Linked DNA regions of Macaca mulatta: region 1 is linked to region 2. The links are chromatin contacts, called in public Hi-C maps. All regions are on one chromosome and are shown on one strand. The core of a region is the stretch at or near the end of the contact, and the rest is flanking DNA. Distances in the headings are between cores, read along the strand shown. Region 1 holds the start of BICD2 (BICD cargo adaptor 2). Region 2 holds the start of CENPP (centromere protein P).

Region 1 (6,829 bases), core at 1,498-3,997, 440 kb before region 2:
TGTTGCCCTGAGGCTGTGTGACCTTGGGCAAGTCACTGTGGGGCATCAGTCCCTCCCTTGTTAAGTACACACTCAAACAAGGCTTGTTCCTTCTTTACACTAGGAGCTGTCCCACTCATTAACAATTTGCCCAGCCCAAGACAGTCCGAGGCAAGCCAGGCCGCTTGGTCATCCTATTCCTACTACAACTGATTAGTTAATTTCACAAGTCAAACTATGACACATTCTCCTCAGACAAACAAAACACTAAAAAGAATCAGGGCTCCTTGAGGAAATAATTGATTTCAGGTCTGGGACATGGAGAGCACAAGATGATCTTGGAACAACTGGCATCAGATATCAAGGAAGTAATAACAATAATAACAAATTACGATGTTTTGAAGACATGGAGCCAGCTTGGAGAGCTCCCACAGGCCAAATCTGCTACCATTTGAGCATCAAAGCAAGTAAGGAAAGTAATGGATTGTAACCCACGGAGTAAAACAAGAATTCATGGATCCACACTGCTAATGAATGAGAGAGAAGGGAATAAATGAGAAGGTATAGCTGCCTCAGTACAAAGGCAACTCATAAATGGAGAAGGACTGATGGAAACAGAAAAGCAGCCAGTATGGCCGGGCATGGTGGCTCACGCCTGTCATTCCAACACTTTGTGAGGCCCAGGCAGGCAGATTACGAGGTCAAGAGATCCAGACCATCCTGGCCAACATGGTGAAACCCTGTCTCTACTAAAAAAAAAAAAAATTACAAAAATTAGCTGGGCATAGTGGCATGCACCTGTAGTTCCAGCTACTTGGGAGGTTGAGGCAGGAGAATCACTTGAATCCGGGAGGCAGAGGTTGCAGTGAGCCGATATTGCGCCAATGCACTCCAGCCTGGGGACAGAGCCAGACTCTCTCTCAAAACAACAACAACAACAACAACAACAACAACAAAACAGCCAGTATGGTAATAATTATTTCAGGCAAGAAGTAGTCTTGAATGCCAAAATTAGTGGGTCAAGGTTTGAGGAGTGATAGGCTATATCTATGGTTGCAAAGTCTTCACTCATGACACTAATTACCAAAGAAAATCCCAGCATCGATCAGAGAGATGCAAATCGACATTATGCGTCTCCCAGCTGGTGCTCTGAAAACTCAGCAACACCTCAGTGAGAGTCCTGCCAGAAACGCATCACCTCATCTCCCCATGAGCATATACCGGTGTGCACTGCACGCCGCAGAAAGGTCAATCAAAGGAGACTCAGGAAACCTGACGACTGAATGCAACTGGATCCTGGCCCAGAAAAATAATACTGAAACTCTCCGGTATGGTGTTGGGTCCTCGTGCCATTAGAGTGTGGACTGTGCATTAGATAGTGTCAGGACCCTGTGTGCTGTGATTTCTGCTGTTATGGCTTCTAATTTGGTCTTGAGAGTGACCATAAGCCAAGATAGCCACTCTCTAGGAGAACCGAATGGGTGTGGGGGCCTGGTGAGCTACAATGAGGAAGTTAAATGAAAAGGCACAAAACAGAGGAAATTTATTATTGTTAGGTCCCGGAGAGGTTAGGGACGCCTAAGGGAGGCGGACAAGCAGGTGGGGAGGGGCAGTGAGAGACGGTGGGAAGGAAGGGACTATGCCTGTGCTAGGGTCCTTGGGAATCATCCTTTAGGATTTCCCTTGGGGGCTGTGAACTGGTTAAAGAAAACACGAGGGAAGGGTGAACTCATTTGCAGTACCCCGATACTGGCCATTAGGTGCTATGGCGGTCAGCAGCTGTGGGGTGTGTTGCGCTATAGGTCAATGAGATAAGGAATAAACGGGCTATCTCACACATCACCACATACGGAGGAGAAGTGTTACCTACGCCAAGGCGAAGGGTACGACTGGCTTTCAAACAACTTAAGTCAGGCCTAAAAATAGATGCGGAGACAACAATTGTATTTACCACGTTTATGACCCTGTATTAATGGAAATGTCTTTATTTCCAAGAAATAGACCTTGAAGGACTGAGGGGCAGCGCTGAGGTTCCCGCTGGCCCCTGGGCGCCCCCTGCTGGCCCGTCCTCCTCCCGCCCCCAGACGTCTGCACAGAGCATGCGTCACACCGTCCCCAGGTTTCCAGCAGCAGCCGTTCACCCGCGCTCTCGGATGCGCTTCTCGCTCGCGGCCGCCTGGGCTCTGTCCGCATTGTACGCCCCAGGGTCGGGAGCCCAGTCCCGCCGCCCGCACCCGCCTCCCCTGGGGCGCTCCCGGCAGCCGTCTTGCCACCCCGCGTGGCCGCCGGCTGCCAGAGGCACAGGGGAGCGCGAGGCGCGGCGGCTGAGCAGTGTCCCCGGCTCTGAGTGCTGGGAAGGCCGCGGGGCCGCGCCCACTCGACCGCCGTCCAGGGGACTGCAAGGCGCCGGTGCATCCGGCTCTGACGCTGACGGCGCGGGCCAATCATGGCCGGGGACGGGTGGGCGCGGGGCTGGACGGGCCTTGTAGTCGGTGCGCGAGCGGGACTACTGTCCCCACAGTCCCCTGGGCGACATCGGCGTCAGTGGCTGCGCCCGAGGGCCCGCCCCTCACAGGTCATGGGCCAATCATAGGCGGGGGCCGGGCGGGCGCCGGGCACGATGGATCTTGTAGTCGGAGCGCGGGCTGGACTCCAGCCCCCAGCGGGCCCCGCGCGCCGGAGGGGAGGAGCCGTGCGGCGGCGCGGGCGGGCGGGCGGCCGTCGGGGCAGGGCGGCGGCAGCAGCGGCGGCGGTGGCGGCTGAGGAGGGCCCGGCCTGCGAGAGTCTCGGTGGGAGCCGGCTCGGCCCTCGGCCACCATGTCGGCGCCGTCGGAGGAGGAGGAGTACGCGCGGCTGGTGATGGAGGCGCAGCCCGAGTGGTTGCGCGCCGAGGTGAAGCGGCTGTCCCACGAGCTGGCCGAGACCACGCGTGAGAAGATCCAGGCGGCCGAGTACGGGCTGGCGGTGCTCGAGGAGAAGCACCAGCTCAAGCTGCAGTTCGAGGAACTCGAGGTGGACTATGAGGCTATCCGCGGCGAGATGGAACAGCTCAAGGAGGTGAGCCGAGCCGCCCTGCCCCGCGACCCCCGCCCGGCGCCGGGGCCTGTGGGCGTCGTCCCTGGCACCAGGGCGGCCAAGGTCAGCTTGCCAAGCGGGGGCCGGCAGGGGTGGGCGGAGGGGGCACGGGCCCAGAGTCGGGGACCCGGGCAGTATGTGGGAGTGGGCCCGGCCTTGGCTAGCGAGCCGGTGCAGCTTCCGTTGCAGACGGCGCTAATGCAGGGGTCCGGGCGCCCTGTCGCCTCCTGCAGCTGCCCGCCTGCTTCTGTGGGGACCTGGGCGGCCCGGGCGGGGCGGGGCTTCGTAAGGGCTGATGCTCTGCGGTGGTCGCTGTTCCGGGTGTGTCTGAGCTTGGGGTGGGGTTGGGAGGGCAGTGGCTGAGCCGAGAGCTGAGGCCACGGATGCTGGTGACCCGCTGGGAGAGGCCGATGATGGGCCTGGGTCTGAGTGGCTGCGGCTCTGTCACCTTCAGACAAATCACTTCCTCTCTCTGGGCGCAGCTACTTTCGGAGCGTTTCTGCTTGTTTCATGAGTGCCTCTGAGGTGGGGAAAGGTCGTGGACAGCGGCCTAAGTGAGTAGGGGCTCGGGGTTGCACGTGGAGGTTGCCCTTGGCATGGGTTCCCCAGTACCCTTGCCCCAGGCCCAGCGCTCTGTCCTCATTGCGGGGATTGCGCTCCCACCAGCTAGCATGACTTCCCTGGCCCACTTCCTGTCCAGCCCCCCATCTCAGGCCCTTCCCCTCGCTGTGGCTGGCTGTGTTCCTCTTGGACGGAGACCTCAGTGGTCTGTGTCATTCCCACTGTGGGGAGGGGAGGTTAGACCGCCAGGCTGGTCGAGGGTCTTCAGGCGGCAGGGCAGCGGGAGACCTGGGCAGTCCTTCCCCAGCTTCTCTTCTCCCCTTCCCTGACTCCATAGCGTTGTTGGCAGGAGTTGCTTTCTGGGAGGAGACACCAGGGTTTGGATCCAGGCTCTGCTCCTTGCTAGTGATGTGGCTTTGGGTAGAGGCGCTCCCTGAGCCTTAGCTTCCCCCCTCTGCAAAATGGGAGTGCAGTACTGCGTACCCAGAAAGGATTGTTGTGAGTGTCATGTATTTGGAAAGGACCGGTGTGGGGTCAGGAGTATAGCCTGGTGGTGTGCTCCCTTCCCCCACTTGACTGTGACCTGGTGAGCCCTTGGCTCTTGGTTTCCAGGCTTATCAGCTGGCACCTCTGCTCCGAGTCAGCCCAGACAGGTGCCTAAACCATTTGCAGCCTTCCTTGCCTCCCCCTTGTCTGAGGAGACCAGTATGACCCCCCTCTGTGGAGAGGACAGATTGAATCCAAGCAGGTGTTGAAGTCAATGTGTGGGCAGAGCAGGTGCTCAGTTAGTACCAGTCAGTGGCTGACCCTGGGCCAGCAGGAACTGGGTCCTTCCCCGTGACCCTCAGGACTCCAGTCTGTTGTCTGTCAACAGGTATCGGCGCCTTCTGCAATCCATGCTGCAGTGGTGCTGGAGCTACAAGAGGGGTGAGATGCGGCGGCTCTTGCAAAAGTCCTCATCTTAGGGTGAGGCGTGTGACAGGGAGGCCGGGGGCTCTGAGAATATGGAGTGGGAGTGGCCTCAGCCGGATTCTGGTCTCCTGTAGCGGGGCTCACCCTCTCCAGCAGGCTGCACTGTCTGTTCGAGCGCTTTCCCCTCTGCACACAGAGAAGCAGCCCTCTTCCTCCTACCAAGTGCATCGCGAGCCGCTCCTGGGCAGCCTCTACGGTCCCTGTCTCTGTCCACAGCTTGGGTTTGGCAGTGTCCTCTGTGAGAAGGAATTGTTGCTGACCTAACTTGTCCCCACTTTGATGCCCTTCGTTTGTCAGCTCTTTGCTATTCTGACACAAATGTTTCGGCACAGTGAAGAATCTTGGCATTTTCGTGGCATGTATCTGGAGGGTGAGTCCCTAGCAGGATCGGGAAGAGAGTGTATCTGTTTCTGTGGGTGCTCTTTAGGCATCTGCTTGCCTATTGTTTTCTGTCACCACCTGGCTTCCCCATGTACTGGTCACATGGCCTTGGACAAATTACTGCTCTGTTCAGAGCCTAGTTCTCCTTTGTAAGGTGGGATAAGAATGTTTCTGCCCAAAGTCTTTAGCAGAGTCTAGAGGAATGTACATCAGCATTTCAGTTTCAGTAAATGTTGCCAAAAAGTTTGTACCAGTTCACCCCCCCATCAACAGCATGCCTATTCCTCACACCTGTGCCAACACAGGCTCTAGCTAACCTATTTAATTATGGCCAATATCATAGTTGAAAATATTAACTCTTTATTTAAAAAAAAACCACAAGATTTAAGGAGACAATAATTGTGGGTTTTTTTCTTCTCCTGTAGAGAGGTGTACCACCTTAATTCTTTAAAAAACTTTATTTCTTGAACTAAAGTGCATTTAGTTACTAACAGATTGTGCTCCAAATGGAGTTGCTTGTGCTCCTGCCCTGCATTTGTAGCTAACAGGATCGTTGAGGGAAGGATGCTGGCCTGCTGGTCTCAGTGTGTGGGTTTCTCATCAGAGCTGAGGAGGGTCTTGTGGTGGTGAATGGGAGACAGTGCCAGTCCTGTTGCCTTTCTCATGCAATGGGGGATGTGTCTGTGTCCTGCCGACATCATAGCACGGTGCTGGCTGAGGCCATGAGTGAGGAGGGTGCTCCCTGGTTGATTTTGCCTAATCATTCTGCTAGTGATTTCTGGAGTCTAACTCAATAAGAGCCATATCTGTCCCAGTTCCCACTGCACCCTTTCCCTTCCTCTCCCTGGAATGGTGGGGAAGATAATTAGATGGGCTTTGGTCAGCAACCTGGTGTTCCTGGTCCTGCATGGCCGTGGGACACTTTGCCCTGTGTTCTCAGCTGCAGCTTTAAGAGGACAGGTGGACCGGGCGCGGTGGCTCAAGCCTGTAATCCCAGCACTTTGGGAGGCCGAGACGGGTGGATCACGAGGTCAGGAGATTGAGACCATCCTGGCTAACACGGTGAAACCCCATCTCTACTAAAAAGTACAAAAAACTAGCCGGGCGAGGTGGTGGACGCCTGTAGTCCCAGCTACTCAGGAAGCTGAGGCAGGAGAATGGCGTAAACCCGGGAGGTGGAGCTTGCAGTGAGCTGAGATCCGGCCACTGCGCTCCAGCCTGGGCGACAGCGCAAGACTCCGTCTCCAAAAAAAAAAAAAAAAGAGGACAGGTGTGCTGAGGTGGCAGCTCCTGCTTCCAGGGCACAAGCAGGGACCGTAGCTAGGTGGACTGAGGCTAGGTGCCCATGTGGTCCTCATGGTCAGGGGAGGATAATGGGGGAGGTCTGGGAACAGTCTTGACTCCACCTGAGCTCAGGCTCGGAGAGGAGGTCTGGACACCCTCACTGCCTTGGTGTACCAGCTCGGTGCCATAGTGCCAAGCTCTGGAGCATCATTGTCCTTGTCTGAGAGGTGCATGTGGGTGGAATTGGGTGTTGGACTGGGCACAGCACCCAACACGCAGCAAGTGCTTTGTAGGTCTTCTGCGGACTGAATCTCATGCCTCACTCAGGTCTCTGTCTCCTTGCTGCTGCACCTGCAGCTTCTCCCCGTTCTCGTCCTTGTCCCTGCTCAGTCTCAAGTGGCTTCCATTGCCATCTCCGTGGGGCTGCCCTAAGCATTGTCTCATGCCCCTACAGGCTGGCTTGGGACTGCCCTACCTCTCCTGTGCCCACATTCACCCTTCGTCTTAGAAGTCCCACCTGCCCTTCAAGCTTTTTGGGTGCCTCTAAAGTTCCCCTGCCTGCTGCCTTCTGCACTTG
Region 2 (6,793 bases), core at 3,872-6,371:
AACACTCTTACTTCTGCTGTCCTAAATATGTATTCTTCCATTCTGCAGGAACACTAACTGATTAGCCTTAGCTCCTCTATGCCAGTAACTCTTAAAATATACCTCTAACCATATATCTCTTCTTCCTGCAAGGTAGATCTAGCTTGATATCTCACCAAATGGTTTCTCTTGGAATCTGCTTTTCCTCTAAATTACCCTACATTTGTTAATAATAAAACCTTTCTCTTGGTATGTCAGGCTCCAGACCTTGGAAGTTATCCTTGGCTCCTTCACTTGCCTGACATCTGGACTTACTGCCATCCTTTCTGCTCCTCACATAACTATTCTTCCTTTTGTATTTCTAATTCTACTACATTAGCCAATGCTCTTATGACCTTACACCATCTCTACACAGAATAATCTAATGCTATAGTCTTCACACTGAGAACCCAATCTGTAAAAATTGTTTCAAATTTTGTTTTAATGCTAATTTAAAATGTTAATGTAAGTATATCCCGTATCATGAAACTACCACAGCCTCTTTTGCATTTGCCATCGTAGACTGATGCCCCCACAAATTACATTAAATATAGAAGTCAAGGAAAAAAGAACAGAGTGGGTGCAGCGACTCACTCCTGTAATCCCAGCACTTTGGGAGGCTGAGGCAGCCCAGGAGTTCGAGACCAGTCTGGAAAACATGGCAAAACCCCATGTCTACCAAAAAATACACACACACACACACACACACACACATAAACAACAAATTATCTGGGCGTAGTGGCCTTCAGTCCCAACTACTTGGCTGGTAGAGGGTCACTAAGGCAGGATGGTTGCTTGAGCATGGGAGGTGGAGGTTGCAGTGAGTCATAATCATGCCGCTGCACTTCAGCCTGGGCAACAGAGTGAGACCCTGTCTCAAAAAACAAAACAAAAAAGAAAAAGAAAAAAGAACAGAGATAAATTTCCTATATAAATGATGAGCGGCCGGGCATGGTGGTTCACGCCTGTAATCCCAGAACTTTGGGATGCTAAGGTGGGCAGATCACCTGAGGTCAGGAGTTCAAGACTAGCCTGCCCAACATGGCTAAAACTCTGACTCTATTAAAAATACAAAAAATTAGCTGGGCGTGGTGGTGGGTGCCTGTAATCCCAGCTACTCAGGAGGCTGAGGCAGGAGACTCGCTTGAACTTGGGAGGCGGAGGTTGCAGTGAGCTGAGATCACACCACCACACTCCGAAATTCCGTCTCCAAAAAAAAAAAAAAAAAAAAAAGCCATAAATATAAATGAGCTTCTGACAAGTGAACACCAAATGTCACAGCAAGCTATGAATGAAAATTTCAAGGTATTTCCAATAGAGCAAAATGGTAAGAGAACCAAGTCATCATTAAAGGCTGGATATGCAGAACTCAAAAAAGAACCTGCAGTTGTCAGAGTGGCCAGTAGGGAGTTTGTGTTTCATAGGTATGGTGTTTCAGTTTGGGGAGATGAAAAAGTTCTGAAGATGAACAGTGGTGATGGCAGTACAACAATGTGCAAGTGTTTAATGCCATTGAGCTGAACACTTAACAATGGTTAAAACAGTAAATCTTACGTATATTTTGCCACAAAAAGAAAATCTGCATATTCTTATTCATAGCAGCTATTTAGTTTGAGCAAAATATTTGTGTATTTCAACTAACGATGTTAGTTTGAGCTATTTTGGATTTGTCTGAATTTTATTCACTTTGTGGTTTTATTATTGGTAAGTCGGTCTTCACAGCATAAAAATTTGTCAGAATTAGGAGCTTGCAAGAATTTGTTTTCCTTTAAAATGAATCTATACACAAGTTTAAAGGTCAATGGTCTACTAAGTGTTAGTTACTATTATGAGGCAAGTACTCTTCTAAATGAACTACATATATTAACTCAATTAGTCCTCACAGCAACCCAAAAACTTGGGTATAATTTTACCACGGAGGAAACTGAAGCACATAAAGTGGGAGCTCACTTAACCAAGATCACTCGGCCAATAGCAGAGACAGGATTTGAAAGCAGGCAATTTGGCGCCACAGTGTGGACACATGGATATAGCTGAATAATTTAGCTACAATTTTCCTACCTCCAATCCATCCAACCACTTACAATCACTTAAAAAAATAGCTTGGTACACAGGTCCCAATCCTCCTCCTCCACTATAGTGAAAAGAAACCTCACGGTTAAGTCCAAACACACTGAACTGACATTTAATGTCTCCCACAATATGGACTCGTCTTGACTTTCCAATTTAACCACTGAGAAGTTCCAGATTATATAAATAATTTACTAAGAACTAAAAATAAAATCCTACCCCACCCCCACAATCACCCAAACCGACTCCCTCTTGGTCAAGGGGACCCCAAAGAAACCTTAAAAACTCAGCTCTTAACCATGACAGGACGGGAGGTCAGACACACCTCATTATAGCCCTTCCTATTTGGGATACAGACACAACTGACCAGCATTAATGTTAAAACAGAGATCGTAAGAGTTGCAGAACAGACTCTGTGGCAATAAGATACCAAATTATAAACAAGACCTAAGGCCATGCCAGGCAAGGATTAAGTCACATACCCCCTACACTTAAAAGAATGAACTATCACTTTGGGAGGCTGAGGCAGGTGGATCACCTGAGGTCGGGAGTTCAAGACCAGCCTGACCAACATGGAGAAACCCCACGTCTACTAAAAACACAAAATTAGCCGGGGTGGTGGCGCATGCCTGTAATCCCAGCTACTCGGGAGGCTGAGGCAGGAGAATCGCTTGAAACCGGGAGGTGGAGGTTGCGGTGAGCCAAGATCGCGCCATTGCACTCCAGCCTGGGCAAAAAGAGCGAAATTCTGTCTCCGAAAAAAATGAACTATGTTCTAACTGCCACAATGTTTTTTTTTTCTCTAGTGGCTAAACAAGCACTGGCCTCCAGATAAGCAATATTGAAATAATTGCAGTTCATCCACCACCAGATGCTAACTGATTCCCCTGTTCCACAGGCTTTGATAGGACAAGAGAATGATTTCAAAAATTTTTCTTTTGATAAGATCACCAACCATGGACTTGTTCTAACAGGTTTACAAAGCCTGTGTACTTAAGTACCTTTGCTTCCCTCCTTCAACTTTTGACATACAGGGCCTAATTGTAATGCATTTAAATGTTAAGTCAGTTCCCCAAAATGAACATGGAATGTATGTAATATGCATGTTTATTCAGTACACGTGAGCACATCTCCCTTTGTGAATATTCATAGCCCCTCCTATAACCTGTTGTAATGTGTATACATAGCCCACTCATCCATCATAAATCCCTGCCCCAACCCCTCCTCTTCCAAAGTGCGGGCCTTTCTGCTTTGCCTGAGACTATGCTTCCCAGCCTGTCAGGATGGCCACTTTGCAGGCTGCAACCCTTTTTAAGAAACAGTCTAGGGCCGGGCGCGGTGGCTCAAGCCTGTAATCCCAGCACTTTGGGAGGCCGAGACGGGCGGATCACAAGGTCAGGAGATCGAGACCATCCTGGCTAACACGGTGAAACCCCGTCTCTACTAAAAAATACAAAAACCTAGCCGGGCGAGGTGGCAGGCGTCTGTAGTCCCAGCTACTCGGGAGGCTGAGGCAGGAGAATGGCGTGAACCCGGGAGGCGGAGCTTGCAGTGAGCTGAGATCCGGCCACTGCACTCCAGTCTGGGCGACAAAGCGAGACTCTGTCTCAACAAAAAAAAAAAAAAAAAAAAAAAAAGAAACAGTCTCTCAAAATTTGCAGATCTCATGATTTTTCAGTTGACACTACTTTACCATGTGGACTAATGAAATCTTGTGGCTAGTAAAGAAAACACTTTTCCCCAGTTTTTAAACTTCAAAGTGTGCACACAAATCATCTGTTAGGGCAGGGGATCTTTTTTTAAATGCAGATTCTGATTCAGTTGGTCAGGCTGTCGCTCTAACAAACCGCCAGGTGATGCTAAAGCATCCCATCTGCGGAGCACACCTCAAGTAGCAACGGTCTTTAATACAATGACTCTCACTCGAGGAGGGGCACACCTGTTTCCTCTCCCTTTTACCAGTCACAGCTTCCTCTACTTTCACGACCGCACGCAGACATTTTCTGTAGATCTCCTTCCCATTTTCTACCAATTCTTCTCCAGTTAGCTCAGGAAAAATAAATAAATAAATAAATAAATAAATCTCACTCTCTCTGCACCTGTGTCAAATTAGTCTTGACTCAAAAATTGAAGATAGTTTGTTTTCGCGAGGCTTCCATGTTTGAGATGATGATACATAATTACGGCTGCAGAGCTTTTCTCTCCCTCTCCTTCAACAAAGCAGAAGTGCCCAGACTTTGGGGTTAAATTTTTGGGTTCCTAATCCATCTCTGACAATTCCTTTCTCTGGAACCTTGGACGAGCTACCTAACCCCTCTGAGCCTCAGTATCTTCAACTATGAAACAGGGCCAACAGTAGCACCTACCTTAGAGGAATGTCAAATTCTCCTACAGGCTATATTAACCACTCTTCTTGATATCAACTTACTTTTTTACCGAAGTTATTTTTCAAAGGAATTTTTATGTCATCGTAAACAAAAAGTCAGTATCACTTGCCATGGTTAGCTGACCCATTAAAAACAAATGCCATGAAATCAAACGGAGTTACTAAATCCCCACTAGAGATACCTCTGCTTACTGGAGGCGGAACTATCTAGCTAGGGACATAGTCAAGACTTTCTCCTTGTCAGTCATCCACACAGACGACTGCGATTAAACGAGCTAATAATCTGCAAGGCGTTTACAGCAGGGCGCCGTACGCGCTGCTCCCAACTCTAGGCCATTGTCATGAAAGGATCAACACCAGTTCATGCCCACATTTTGGGGCTGGGAGTAGGAGGCCGAGATTCACCCGCCTGGCCCGGGAACGCCGGTCAGCGGAGCCTGGGGAACTTGGGGGGTCACGTACTGGACTCTGGACTTCTCTTCCCAGGGCGCCGGTGGGTTCTCACACGCTCGCCGCACCGCCGCGATCTCAGCTTGCAAGACGCGCTCCTCTGCCAGCTCTGCGTCCATGGCGCGTTGCTCACCCGAGCCTGACAGGCAGCGCCGCTGTCACTCCGACCTGAGCGCTTCACCGGCGCTTCAAGCCTCGCGCGCGCTCCCGGCGCGGACCATCCCGGAGCTCACGCGGAGGGGAGGCGGGAGAGCCCCGCGTGACCCCTGCGGCCCTGTCCGTCCAACTACACGCTCGCCCCAGAGCCTGGGTCCTCGACTTCCCTACACACGTTTCCCTGGCTGTCTAATCAGTGCCTATACTTTCTCGGGAGAGCGTGTTCTTTGCTACTCCAAGCCCAAGTGCTCCGCTGCTCACCCCAGCCGGCAGCCTTGGAGCCGCCCGGCCGCGTGCGTCACTGAAGAGGCAGGGCTGGGATCACGTGGAGGGGAGTGCCTCTTTATTTTTTTTCCCCCTACTTCCTCACTTAGGCCGACCTAGTCCAGGAATTGGTACACACAGCGATAGTGTTCAATAGAAACTAGGGGATTTTGGTTTGGGCTTTTTTGCGGTCGTTGAGGGGGAGGTGACGGAGGCGTCAGGGAAGGTGGGAGGACGGGAAAGGAAATTAAAAGCTCTTGGGAACTGAATTGTGGTAACGGAACCTTAGGAGGCTGGGTTGGAAATCGAGTAGGAAGGAAGAGAGGATGGTCCGTTGGGACATGTGACCAGAAGTTAGGGGCTGCAGCGGCGCTGGCGTTAGGTGAACGACGTGGTGAGGAGTGGGTTTCAAGCATGAGAAGTCACAGGGCCGTTTCCTAGCCTCTCTCTTCACTTCTCTGGGAATTCTCGGAGAAAGAAGGCTGCGGTGGGTAGGCTGGGGGCGGAGACTGTCAGGAAGAGGTAGGCCGGAGCTCTGCCCAGAATATGTGCCATGTGGGGACGCTGGTTGGGAGTCTGGTTTGGAAAGAGTCTCAGCTGTTGGGGAAGGGCAGGGCGAGAGCTGAGCGCCTGCCGGGTGCTAAACGAAATGAGAGATATGATGGGCCCTAGTACCTCTGGAAAAGTTTTCCTGAGTCTCCTGTGATCCAGCAACCTTCATAGTATAGTGTTAAGAATTCCAAGTTCTGAAGTTAGACCTGCATTATAATCCTGGATTCACTAATTTTCGGTATGGCATTGGGAAAGTGACTTAACCTCTTCTGTTCTTCTGAAAAGTGGGAAACGTGCAAACTACTTTGTACAATGCAGGCACGTAGCAAAAACACAAGTCTGTATTCGCTATATCACTTGATCTTTGTGACTGAACCCCACTTTGCAGCACTTTTATTGTGACATAATATTGTGCCATTTGTTTAATTCTTTTGTGACTATGAGGAGCTCCAGGAGCTCCTAGCCTCTGTATTCACTTCTTTGGGTCTTCCCGGAGAAAGAAGGCTGGAGTGAGTAGGTTGGGGGCGAAGACTATTAGGAAGAGATAGACTAGCTCTTTTTATCTTTTAGTGCATTACCTGCTACATCCTGTTTCTATCAGCCTTTGTTACAGACAGTAAATGAATGTATGAATGAATCAAGGAAAAACATCTAAAAACGTGAATACGTAACATTAAGAGGGATAGAGTAATATTATGGCCATTTGGAGGAAAAAAACCTCTGGACCTGTATCTATATAGGTATAGGGTTGCTGTTCCAAAGTACATTCATGAAAAATGTGGATGTAGGGCTTCGGCAAAACCTCCAAGACTAAAATTTGGAAGCAATACAATCGGAAGTGAAATACAGATCCAGGAGACGGATTTGATACAGACGGTTCAGAGGAAGTAGTTGTTT

What was found. Hi-C and Micro-C count contacts between places; a contact is called where the count stands out from the background.
Region 1: a Hi-C map of fetal cortical plate shows a contact between it and region 2, with 2.6 times the contacts expected there. The contact joins the promoter of BICD2 here to the promoter of CENPP in region 2. A contact is called at or near these places in 2 of 14 Hi-C or Micro-C datasets (fetal cortex germinal zone and fetal cortical plate).

What each region holds. Positions count from the first base shown.
Region 1 is chr15:123,476,052-123,482,880 of T2T-MMU8v2.0, reverse strand. It overlaps BICD2 (BICD cargo adaptor 2), which reads left to right and starts at 2,747. Exons shown (of 7, transcript NM_001257956.1): 1 at 2,747-3,036. The coding sequence starts at 2,797. All of the region lies in intron 1 of SUSD3 (sushi domain containing 3), which reads right to left.
Region 2 is chr15:123,041,703-123,048,495 of T2T-MMU8v2.0, reverse strand. It overlaps CENPP (centromere protein P), which reads right to left and starts at 5,121. Exons shown (of 8, transcript NM_001194801.2): 1 at 4,937-5,121. The coding sequence starts at 5,043. NOL8 (nucleolar protein 8) reads left to right here and starts at 5,694. Exons shown (of 17, transcript XM_077966334.1): 1 at 5,694-5,738.